Linked DNA regions of Pan troglodytes: all the other regions are linked to region 2. The links are chromatin contacts, called in public Hi-C maps. All regions are on one chromosome and are shown on one strand. Each heading gives the region's core, a stretch centred on a gene start, on an enhancer-like site or on the middle of the called end of the contact. The rest is flanking DNA. Distances are from core to core; before and after follow the strand shown.

Region 1 (4,032 bases), core at 207-2,706, 330 kb before region 2:
GGGGAGATTGTTCATGTGGCTGAGGGTGCAGACTCAGTCTGAAATGGTGGCTCAGCACATCAGTGTCACTGGGGCCTCGCCAAGCGTGACTTGGTTTGAGGCGCTTGCACGTGGGCTTCGAAGGCTCGAAGGCCCAGCCCACCAAGTTCAGTCAATTGTCCGTTGGATGTTTACACCCTCCGGGGCCGAGCGCCGTGCAGTTGCTCATCATAGCGTTCCAACCAAGTGCGCAGCTCAGAGACCTGGTAGCCGTCGGGGCCACGGCCGCCCTGGTACATAATAGTGCCACTCTGGATGACATAGAGACGCTCGAAGTAGGCGCCATAGGCCGAGCTGCTGGAGTTGGCCATGGTGTCGAGGACCAGAGCACAGCCGGGTGCACCTTGCTGCAGTACCCTCGCTGCGCTGACCCGGTCCTCCAGGCTCCGGTGCTGTGGGATGATGTAGGGAGAGTCCGTGGTGACCCAGCCGTCGGAGGGGTGCGCTTCCTCGATGTAGATGATGAGGAAGTCGACGTCGCGCTGGTACTTGGTGACCAGGCGCTGGAAGGCGCTCATGCGCGCCATGAACGGTGGTCAGGTGCAGCTGCCGAAATTGAGAACCAGCGGGCGGTTCCCTTGCGCGTAGTCGAGGATGTGCTGGCTCTGGAAGCCGTCGGGCAGAACCACCTCGGAGTTGGGCGCCGGACCACCCTCGTGCGCCTGCTTGAAGAAATCCAACTTCTGGCCATGCCACACCGCCTTGAGCGACGCCAGGGTGCACAGGCGATTGTCGTCGGACACGCAGATGGGCGGGTCATCGGGGGGCACCTCCTCGCCTTCACTGTTGAGCTCCACTTCGGGCTCGGGCTGCCCCCGGCGGCGGCGGCCCAGGAAATGCTTGCGGATACACAAGAAATCGAGAAGCCAGAGCATGAAGGCCGTGCCGAGGAAGCGCGGGAAGAGCACGAGGCACGAGGCGGTCTGGGCGCAGAGCCTCAAGGAGTGAAGCAGCAGGGAGCGGAGCATGGTGGCTGCAGGCCCCGAAGCCCCCTGGGACCCCTCGCCCTCTCCGACCACCAACCGCGACGCGGCCTGGCGAGGCATCTGGGCTTCGGCAGTGCAGGGAGTTCAATTTATAGCGGAGGCTTCAATTGGCGGGAGACTCCACCTCCGACCCGGCCCGCCCCCTTGCAACTTGAGCCCGGAGGGATCACCCAGCAGCGCGGCCAATGCCCTAGAAATCTTGGGCTGAGGGCGGGCGCAGGCGGGCGGAGGGCGGAGCGGCCGGGCCTGGGGCCGGTGGGGGCGGGCCCGGGCCCCGCAGCCAGCTCTCGGGGGCGGGGGACTCCGGTAGCCGCTGCCGCTGGGGACCGGGAGCCCGACCAGGGACCTGGGCGTCCGCTGGGGAGGTCCTCCAGCTGGCGCGAGCGCTGCGCGCCGCCCTGGTCCCCGCCGCCTGGCTCCGGCCCGCGCCCCCCTCGCCGCGCACCTGAGCCGAGCTCCCCGGCGGCCGCCGAGCCGCGCCGGAGCTCCGGTTCGCTTCCCGCGCGCCGCCGCCAACGCCGCCCACGCCGCTGCCGCTCGTGCGGGGCCGCTGCCCAGGTGCCGCGGGAGGCCGGGTCCGCGGCCGCCGCTTCGGTGGCCCCGGCTCCAGCCCCACCGAGGACGCGGGCCAGCGAGGAGGCAACTTTGCGTTCCCGCCGCCTTCCTGGCTCGCCCGCGGGCGCCGCTCGCCTGCCGGAGCCCGCCCGCCCGCCTCCCGCGCGCGCTCACACTCGCGCCTCGCACACGGCCGCCCCCCGCACCGCCCCGCCACGCACACCGCGCTCCGCGCCCCCCGCCGCTGCCCGAGGCTGCCGCGCGCCGCCCCAGCCCGCGCCGCCCTGGCCGCGCCCGCCCCGTCCCATCTCGTTCCAGCGGGGCGCCGCGGTTCCTGGGTCAGCGGCCGCCGGGGCCCGGCTGAGAGGTGCGGAGGGCAGAGCCCGCGGGCGGGTTACCGCCGGGCGCCGGAGACCGGAGAGCTGGGGAAAGCGGCGCCGGCCCTGCGCCCCCAGCCGACCCGGGCGCGGGGCGCCACGGGCGTGGGGCGCGGGGCAGCGGGCGCGGGGCGGCGCCGGCCCCGGGCGGCTCTCCCACTAGGGGTAGCTGTTGCCTGAACGCCGGAGCGCTCCCCTCTCGCCGCTTGCCTCGCCCAGCGCAGCCCCGGCCGCTGGGCGCACCCGTCCCGTTCGTCCCCGGACGTTGCTCTCTACCCCGGGAACGTCGAGACTGGAGCGCCCGAACTGAGCCACCTTCGCGGACCCCGAGAGCGGCGGCGCGACTCACCGCGGAGGCGCCCGGACGCGTCAAGTGCGTACTTTCAACCGTAAATGGGTGCTGAGCGTTTAGGGGTGCGGGGCAACTCCCTAACTCGTGGGGCCCTGGCCGGCCCTGCCGCGGCGTCCGAGACCTTCTGATCCCTCGCTGCGCGCGGCGCGGGGTTGGCGACTTGGGCTCAGGGGCGGCGGGGCGGGGAGGTGCCTTGACCTAGGGACCCAGAGGCCGGGAGCAAGTCTCCTTTCGCCTTGGACTGCAGTGTCCCCCAGGGCAAGGACTGAACCAGGTCGCGAGGGTCTGTCTCCCGTCTGGGGAGCTGAACTGCCCGAGACACTGTCGCAGTCGCGGGGACTTGTCTGGAGCGGCGGGGTCTGAGCCCAAGTCCGAAGCCGCCGCTGCCGCCAGCGTCCCGTGCGCCTGCCGCCCCGGGACCAGCCGCGAAACTTCTTCTCGGGACGGAGACAGCGCTCGCCGCCCGGGCCGAGGTAGGAGCTGGCTGGGCTCGATAGAGCGCGGGCGAATCGCTTTCGGCAGCGAAGGAACGTGTCGGGAGAAGCCAACTGCAGGACCAGGGCCCCAGCGGGCGCGCAGAGACGCCTGCCTTGGGCGGAGGTCCCCCCCTCCGGTTTTCGTGGCTCTGGTAGGGCCCTCTGTCCCGTGAGCTCCTCACTGGACCTGAGGCTCCAGGCTTCAGCAGGTCAAGCGCCCGAGTGTGCCTGGAGGATTGGCGGCGGGGTGGCATGAGAAGGTGGCCCCTCTTCTCCATCTCCCAGTCAGGCGATTTCTCTGCTGTCTGGGGCAGGGGCGCACACCCCAGGAACTTACTACCAAAGGGAAGCCAGCCTGGTCTCTCCCCCTTGCGTCAGTGCTCCTAAGCTGCCCCTCACCACTCTGGGTAGGGGTCTTTCAGGTGGGCTAGGGAATTCTCCTTGGAAGTCCCCTTGTCTGCTCCCCTCCATCAGGGCACCTCTGAGCCAATCATCCTCTTTTCTGGCCTCTTTTTTGCGGGGAGGAGAGTAGAGAGAGAAGCCTCCTACTCGGCAGGTCTCTGAGAGGAGGTTTTGGGGGACTTTGGAGGTTGCTCCTCCTGGGCAGAGTCACGGGGTGTTGAGGGTTCCAACTTTTACTGGACAATCTCTCAAGCTCTGATTCCCTGATTTCTGGGAGGTGTCAGTGTAGGGCTTGTGTCCTGCCCCACCCACACAGCATTTGGTGCAGGCACATGGGATGGTTCCCCAAGCCCTTTTCCCACAGTTAGTTTCAGAAAATGCATAAGCCACCTAAGGCTGGGAGAGCCTTTCTGTGCTGGCTGAGATCTGGTGGCATGTGCATGCATATGTGTGCAAGTGTGTGTGTGTGTGTGTGCAAGTGTGTGTGCGCATGTGCATGTGTGTGGAAAGTATGGTCTGGGTGGCTGTAAGACTGGCCCCTCTTGTCCCCTCTGCAGGCCCAGCCCAATAGGAAGCACCTGATCCACACTCTTTCTAGCCCCAGGGATGCTCAGGAAAGCAGCCTTTCTTTAGGGCTGTCATCTGTTCTGGGGATCTGTTGCTGTTTCTTGGGCCCACAGAATACACTCCACACCTCGGGACTCTATAATATTGGACAAGGCTGGAAGGCCCATTTGGCTCCTGCAGCCTCTTATGCAGGTGAGGACAGACCCAAGGTCCAGGCAATGCTGGCCTTTGGAACACAGAACCTGGCTCACTGACTCCCACTCCAGTTGTCTTTTCCC
Region 2 (3,612 bases), core at 476-2,975:
CTCTGCCCATCACAGGGGGCCTCGGACCCCTTCTTGGGGACCCCATGCTGAGTCCGCAGCCCCCAAGACCAGCATCAAGTCCTCAGGGCCTGGCACTCACCTACCACCAGCAGTGGGAAGGAGCTGCAGAATTCAGTGACAGGTCACACATCCACTGCTTACCTGCCTGGGCTGAGACCAATGCCTTTGGGATGCACCCTGGGAGGGCCTGAGGACAAAGGCAGAAGATAAGGTCCACCATCAGCGATGGAGGCAGGCAAGGATCTGGCACACTCCACAACTTCCTCCTGCCCTGCTGGTAACGGGCCCTCAGAGGCACCTGAATGAGGGAAGGTGGGCCTGGCATGTGTGCCAGGACCCTGGGAGGCCGTCCAGTAGACGGAGGCCATGAATGCGACTGCAGCTGAACTTTGAGCCGATAGGCACATTCTTTTGAGTTAACAACCCCAGAGGGGTGTTTTCATCTGCGGGACCCCGGGCAGTGGGCTGTGCAAGCCCAGCTGCTAGAGTCCATCTGAAGTGGGGAGCTGGGCAGAGGCAGCCCGAGATGGACAGACCCCATCACCTGAGATGGGCGTCCCTCAGGGGAGCAAGGCACAGCCCCGTGCCTGGGAAAGAGAAAATCCACCGGGAACCTGGAGGAGAGACAGTGCTGTTGTTGTCAGGCTCAGCAAATAAAAACACAGAACACTCTGTTACATTGGAATTTCAGACCAACAATAAATAACGTCTTCATATAAGCGTATCTCAAATGTTGCATCTTTGTCAGACATTCCAATGTAACTGGGCATTTTTTTTCTTTTTTTTCAGATATTTCATCCGGAAATTGTGTAAGGAAGACGAGTTCTGACAGTGCTATGAGGCTGCCGTTTGGGGGGATTCTGTGGTGGGAGGACAGCCCTGCCCGACCTCCTGAGGGCCCCCCACCCATCACCATGGCCCTGAGAGGACCTCTGTGACTTCCGCTCACAAGCACTTTTCTCTCCCAGGCCCACTCTCTTGACCAAAATAGAAACTCTTGAAAATGCGTCTGGCAGGGACAGGGGGATGGGTATTGGCCCAGCCCCTCGCTTTCCTGGCCTGAGTCCTCATTGGCCCAGAAAGGACTCGTTCTTCTCTTTCCTTTCCTCCCAAGAACGGGAAAGCCCGGGTGGCTGGCTCCAGCAGCAGGACACGCAGCTCAATCCTGCAGAAGCTTTGAGGATCCCCTCTGTAGGGGGTTCTGAGGGTACATTCAGGGCAGCTCCCAGACCCTGCTGATCAGGTCTTAAAGTCCAAAACTCACGAGACGTCTGATTGCGAGGGTCCTCAGCCCTGCCAACCCAGATGCTGCAGCTGAGGTCTGGAACCAAGGGGTGACCTGGCAGAGGCCACCAGGAGCTGGTGGCAGGCAGGAGGCATCTCCGGGTGGGCGCATCAGATGGGCTGGTCCTTCCTCTTTAAGATCCCTGGCAGTTGGTTTAGTCAAAAGGGGCTGGTTCTTCCCTCCAGAAGCCTGGGTGAGGTGGCCCACCTGGAAGGGACAGGCACCATCCTGGTGGGTCTGGAGGTCTTAGGTCAGAAAATCTGCCGTTTTCTTGGAGGGGGGCTGGAGGACAGAGCCCCCGCACGGAGGGGACCCATGGCCTTGGTCCTTCCGGGGCCCTATCTGTGGTTCGCTGTCCACTCCAGCCCCAGGCCCTTGGGCACTGAGGATGGCCACTGGGGGGCAGTGCGAGCCAGGAGACCTGGCAGGGATCCACTGGAGCTCCCTGCCCAGCGGGCCCTGCCCAGGAGGAAGCGGCCCAGGGTGGTGAGGGGCCCCGGCAGGCACCCCCGCCTCTCCTGCCTGAGGCGGTTTGGGGACCAAGGCCCTGCTTGGGTACTGAGCTTTTCCCTGATGTCCGTGATCACAGCCCTGGCCATACACAATCACGCACACACACACACGTAAGCACACACATGAACACACGTACACGCTCATAAACATCCACACTCAAGTGCACACACGCAAACACATGTACATGTACACGCAGAGACAGTCATACTCACACATGTACACAGACGTGCACTCACACGCGTTTATAAGTCACACACAACCCACAGAGACGTGTTCCCACACACACGCACCCTATTTTGCACATACGGCACACACACAGGCCCAGGAGGGTGGCAGAGGTACCAAATGCCCTCTCGGAATGCAGGGACCTTGAATTTTCCATTTGTTTCTCCCTTGCCGGCAGCCCAGCTGGGACCTGGGCTCAGACCCTGCTGCTTGAAGCAGGGTGAGCCCCTGTTAGATCCCCACCGCCAGGCTGGGCCTTCCTCAGAAGCCCCTTCTGCTGCCAAGCAGACCCCCGGGTCCCTGGGCTCACTGCCCTCCCTCTGACTTTGTACCCCAGCTGGGCCGTGTCCTCTGCGAGGCTGGACCCCGCGGCCCTTAGAAGCCCGCCCTAGAGGGGGATTCTCTGCTCTCCCGCAGCCCCACTGCGCGGCGTGATTGCACCGGGTGGTCGTGTCCTCTTCTGCGCAGGGACTCCTCACTAGGCTGGAGTCTGAGAAAGGCCCCCCACCCCCGCTGCTCCCCCGCTTCCCTCTCTCTTCCGCCATTGTCCTTAGCTGTCTTCTTGCAGCTGCCATCCTCCCTCTGTCTTACAAAGGGAAACCTGGGCCCCCAGCACAGGGAGTGGCTTGCGCAGGGTCACAGGCAAGTCAGGAGTGTCTTTTCACAGCTGTCCGAATGCAGGGGGAGCTGCTCCCCTCAGGGACCTTGGCGAGCCCACCCCTGTCGGGTGGGCGATGAGAACCGATGCCCTGAAGTCCCTCCCCCACCGACTCTAGGCCACCCTATTTTCATCTGGCTCTGTGAATATGAAAACAACACAGCCCCCAGCTCCCACTCCCTTCCTCTCTCTGCAAACAAGCATTTCCTCACCCCTAAGTGCCATGTCTGCCTGAAAGGTCATGGCTCCTCGAGACCTCCCTACTCTGCTCCCCCAGGGGACCGTCTCTCCTACCCCCTGGACACAGAGCCCTTGGCTGTGGGCGCAGAGCCCTTGGCTGCGCTTTCCTTGTTGGGTTTTCTGCTGGTGCGGTGAAGGAGGGCCACCCGACTCCCTCACCTCAAAGAGGGGGACGTGGGAGGCCACAGCAGAGGGTACATCTGAAGCAGGCAGGGTGTGTGGTGGGGCCGTGGGGCCGTGGGGCTCTGGGGCTGTGGGGCTGTGGGGCTCTGGGGCCGTGGGGCTGTGGGGCTCTGGGGCCGTGGGGCCGTGGGGCTCTGGGGCCGTGGGGCCGTGGGGCTCTGGGGCTGTGGGGCCGTGGGGCTGTGGGCTGTGGCTGTGGGCCATGGCTGTGGGCTGTGGCTGTGGGGCTGTGGGGCTGTGGGACCGTGGGGCTGTGGGGCTCTGGGGCCGTGGGGCTGTGGGGCTCTGGGGCCGTGGGGCCGTGGGGCCATGGGGCTCTGGGGCTGTGGGGCTCTGGGGCTGTGGGGCCGTGGGGCTGTGAGCTGTGGCTGTGGGCCGTGGCTGTGGGCCGTGGCTGTGGGCTGTGGCTGTGGGGCCGTGGGGCTCTGGGGCCGTGGGGCCGTGGGGCCGTGGGGCTGTGGGCCGTGGCTGTGGGCCGTGGCTGTGG
Region 3 (3,683 bases), core at 183-2,682, 340 kb after region 2:
GCAGAGCGGCCACCTGATGAGCCCTTCCCTGGGACTCTGGTCCCAATTTGGTTACTGGGACAACGCTGTCTCCCATTAGACACGCTTTGAAGGAAGACCCTGGAGTGACCGGCTCAGTCATGCTGGGAAGGATTCAGCTGTCTAGCTTTCAAATGCCCTTTTTTTTTTTTTTTTTTTTTGGCTTTTTTATTTCTTTTGGAAAGATAAGAGTTGATGCTTTTACCCTAAAACTGTGTGCCAAGCCGCTCTGGCTATCCTCAGCCCCACTCTTCCCCTATCTCTGTAGCCCTCCTTTCCGTCCTTCATAGGCTGCAAGCTGACTGGCGCCCGACCCCAGGTCCACACCCACCTCCCTCTACCCCCTGGTCCATCCACCACTCCCGGCCTCCTCCCCTACTCTTCTCTTTCTGGCCCCGCTGCAGTCTCGGGCCCCTCGGCTTCCTGGGCGCCTGGCCACCACGCAGCGCCTGGAAGTGCTCCCTCCCTCATCTCTCATTCCCCACTTTGGAAAGCCGGCCACCGGACAGGACAGCTCCCGGGACAGCTCCCGCAGCCTGCTGCATTGCAGCGCAGCCGTCTGTGAGGGAGGGGCGCAACCTGCAGCCCCCGCCCCCCGCCCCGACCACCCCCGCCCAGCAGCCCCCAGCCCCGGCACGGCCGGCTCTGCGCCGCACGCATCTGTCGCAGTTAAAAGCGCCGCTGCCAGAGCAAAAGCGCCGGTCCCTCTTGACTGTCCCCCTCCTCACTTTTCGGGCTCAGAAATGTGGCCCAGGCAGCCCCCTTGTGGCACGTGGGGGCGCCACAGACTCTTGGCTGGTGTCTGAAGAATTCAGACTGTCTGATTCCACCGCACCGTGAGTTGGCACAAATCTTCGGTGGCCCAACTCCTACCCGATGCAGAACTCTGCTCAGCGGCCTCTCTGAGTGGGGGGCACCTCTCCCCTCCCCTCTCCCCGTCCACACCTCTCCCTTCTCCCTCCAGGAAGGAAGCGAAGGAACTCTCCTGTTGAATATTGCTCTGACAAGCAGACAGGTGTCTGGCAAACGTGATTGTGGTGGTGGGGGAAGGGGGGGCCAGGAAGGTGGTGGGAATGGGGGCTTTTCTCGAAATGACGTTTGGTTTCCATCTCTTATCTCACAGATGGGAAACCGAGGTGCGGGGAGGGCCATAGTCCCTGTCTGTGTCAGAGTCAAGGCTGGAGATCCTCCACCAAGTCCAGCCTGGGGCATTTCCCTGAGGTGCCGGGGCACCCTTAAGACGTGCCCCCTCTTCCCCCTCCCACTTGTCCAGCCCCAACCCCTCCAGATCTGGTTCTCCCCGTCCGGAAGCCCTGGAGGGCCCCTGGATGTTCTCCGTCCTCTCTAACTCACTGTCCACACAAACAAGCCCAGCCCCCTCCGTCTCTATCTGCAATCTACTTGCAGACAGGCAGGGCCCTCTCCACATCAGGTTAATAATGCCATTTTCATAAGCCTCTGCCCATAGGTGCTACCACCTAATTTTGAATCTGCCCTTCAAACGGATTGGGCCACAGAGGAGCTGGGATCTCAAGCACCGCTGGGAGGTGCTTATAACTAATCAATCCGTCCCCTGCCCACCCACACCCCCCCAGCACTCGGCACAGCCTCGCTGAGCAGCCTTCAGCAGCAGGGTGTGGTGGGGAGCCTCGGAGAGTCTGGGGTTCCATCCTGGCCCAGCCTCACACCAGCTGAGAGACGGTGAGTATAGGACTTTGCCTTTCTGTGCCTCAGTTTCCTCATCAATCTAATGGGGCTCATGAGACCAGTGTGCAGGGTTATTGCCCTGGTGAGTTCTTTGCAGACAGCCCAGTTCGGGACTTGGCTCCAAGACGGGGCTCCATAAATCTCCATGCCTGCACCCCCTCTTGATCACCTCAATTTCCAGTGTCTTATTCCCTGTTTGTTTCCCCCACCAGACCGACTGAGCTTCGAGGACAGGAAGCCACCGGCATCACTAAGCCACCGGCATCACTTCATCCCCAGCCTCACGCTTGGGACTGGGCCGGGGGAAGGTAGGTACACTGTGGTGGCTTGGAGAATGAGTGCATGGATGGATGTCTGTCCCATAGTCTATGGGATGCCCAGACCCCGCTGAGTTTCTCCTCCCCAGACCCCTGTCTAAGCTGGCCCTTCAAGGAAGCCGCCGGGAAAAACTGTTCCTTTATGCCTTCATGCTTTACCCCTCGTGCTGTTATATACAATGCAAATTCTCGGTCTATTAAATGCAGATGTGGGCTCTGCATGTCATTTATGCTGCCTGCTGCATCTACTGTGAGTTCCACAGGCCGGGGGCTGCCTCCGGCTGACTTGATTTGTGCGATTAAGCCAGCAGAGGGGACTCTGCCAGGAGAGGTTCCCGTTTGTATTGGGAGCAGGGTCTTGAAAGGCCAGGCTGTTTTCTCTCTTGCGACACTTGTTACATACCTCTCTCTCCCTCCCTGGGTCCCACCGTCTACTCCACAAGCATTTATGAAGTGTCTGATGTGTGCAAGCCTACACTTATCTCATTTAGTCCTCACTTCAAGCCAGTGACGGAGAAACTCTCATCTCCATTTCACAGGGGAAAAGCCGAGTCTGAAAAGTAAAGGGAATTGTCTCGCAGCTAGAGAGCAGGGAGTCAAGCCGGTCTGCCTGGCTCGGGAGCCCCCAGCCCTGCTGTGGCTGCCTACTGCTGCTGCTGCTGCTGCTACTGCAGGGCTGACCAGGGCTGGCCAGGAGGCCAGCAGCTCCTGCAGAAAAGGCAGGGGGCTGCATACAGAGTGTTCTCCCTAGCAACTGGAAAAGGGGCCATAGAAAACCCAAGAGGGCTGAGAAGCCGCTCAAGAGATAGACATGGAGCAGCTGGCCCCAGGCGGGGAGCACCACGCCCTCCCCTGGGCTTTTAGAACAGCAGGGCAAAGGGCTCTGTCCCAGGTCTAAAAGAACAGAGACAGAGGTGTTAGGACAGGTGTAGAGGCGCCCAATCCTGTTCCCACCATTGGTGGGGGTATTGCCATTCAGCACAGAAAGGAGAGGACTGAAAAGAGAGGGAGCCCACAGCCTGCAGAGATCGGAGGGCAGAGGGGGCAAGAGGGCTGCTGCACAGCCGAGGAGGCAGATGCAAAAGGCAGGGGAGGGCTCAGCAAAGCAGCTCTGCGTGCGAGCCCTGAGCAGGCTGCCTGGGGAGAGAGGGAGCTCCCTGTTACAGGAGGCATCCGAGGGGAGAGAGGCAGGCCAGTGCTTGGCTGAGAAGGCTGCAGCACGGTTTCCTGCCCAGGCTGGCAGCCCACATGTTTAGGCCTTTGAGAAGCTCCCACAGCACCAACTCCTGAGCAGGCAAGCGGGCAAGTGAGCGAGGTGGCCAGAGGAGACCAGGCAGGGGTCAGTATGAGGCCATTTGGCCTCTCCCGAGTAGCTTGCCCTGGGCTAAATGGCAAAGGCACAGAGATGGTTGGCGGGGTGCCTCTGTCCCAATAAGGCAATGAGGGAGAGGAGCAGAGAATGGGGTTGAGTGCCCAGGGCTGGTCGGGGGAGGTGGGGACTGTCCTGCTGCCAACTCCCCTCTTGAGGGCCAGAACACCTAAAGTGGCCAAGCACCTGCCCTGGCTCCTGAGCCCACAGAGGCTGGCCTGTGTCCTCTCTGGGGCAACAGGCTGGCAGAGTGAGTGGAAGGAGCGAGGAGG

The links. Hi-C and Micro-C count contacts between places; a contact is called where the count stands out from the background.
Region 1: a contact with region 2 is called in a Hi-C map of stem cell-derived neural progenitor cells, with 1.8 times the contacts expected there. The contact joins the promoter of DIO3 here to the enhancer-like site in region 2. A contact is called at or near these places in 1 of 7 Hi-C or Micro-C datasets (stem cell-derived neural progenitor cells) and 1 of 1 datasets of contacts at active chromatin or transcription factors (stem cell-derived excitatory neurons).
Region 3: a contact with region 2 is called in a Hi-C map of stem cell-derived neural progenitor cells, with 5 times the contacts expected there. The contact joins the promoter of RTL1 here to the enhancer-like site in region 2. A contact is called at or near these places in 3 of 7 Hi-C or Micro-C datasets (induced pluripotent stem cells and stem cell-derived neural progenitor cells).

Annotation. Positions count from the first base shown.
Region 1 is chr15:99,573,911-99,577,942 of NHGRI_mPanTro3-v2.0_pri, reverse strand. It overlaps DIO3 (iodothyronine deiodinase 3), which reads right to left and starts at 1,456. Exons shown (of 1, transcript XM_003314506.5): 1 at 1-1,456. The coding sequence starts at 1,085. The coding sequence ends at 171. MIR1247 (microRNA mir-1247) reads left to right here and starts at 2,160; the gene lies at 2,160-2,294. LOC129137012 (a long non-coding RNA gene) reads left to right here and starts at 2,075. Exons shown (of 3, transcript XR_008539161.2): 1 at 2,075-2,330; 2 at 2,557-2,782; 3 at 3,745-4,032.
Region 2 is chr15:99,246,599-99,250,210 of NHGRI_mPanTro3-v2.0_pri, reverse strand. No RefSeq gene overlaps it. Among named protein-coding and RNA genes, the nearest start is that of MIR656, 170 kb to the right of the region's middle. Within about 2 kb of position 1,725, at least 4 of the 24 cell types and tissues checked have an H3K27ac peak or open chromatin away from gene starts, as enhancers often do. A contact at or near this core is called in induced pluripotent stem cells and stem cell-derived neural progenitor cells, where this site is marked.
Region 3 is chr15:98,909,672-98,913,354 of NHGRI_mPanTro3-v2.0_pri, reverse strand. It overlaps RTL1 (retrotransposon Gag like 1), which reads left to right and starts at 1,432. Exons shown (of 3, transcript XM_520846.8): 1 at 1,432-2,033. The region is part of intron 2 of LOC104002164 (a long non-coding RNA gene); the gene reads right to left.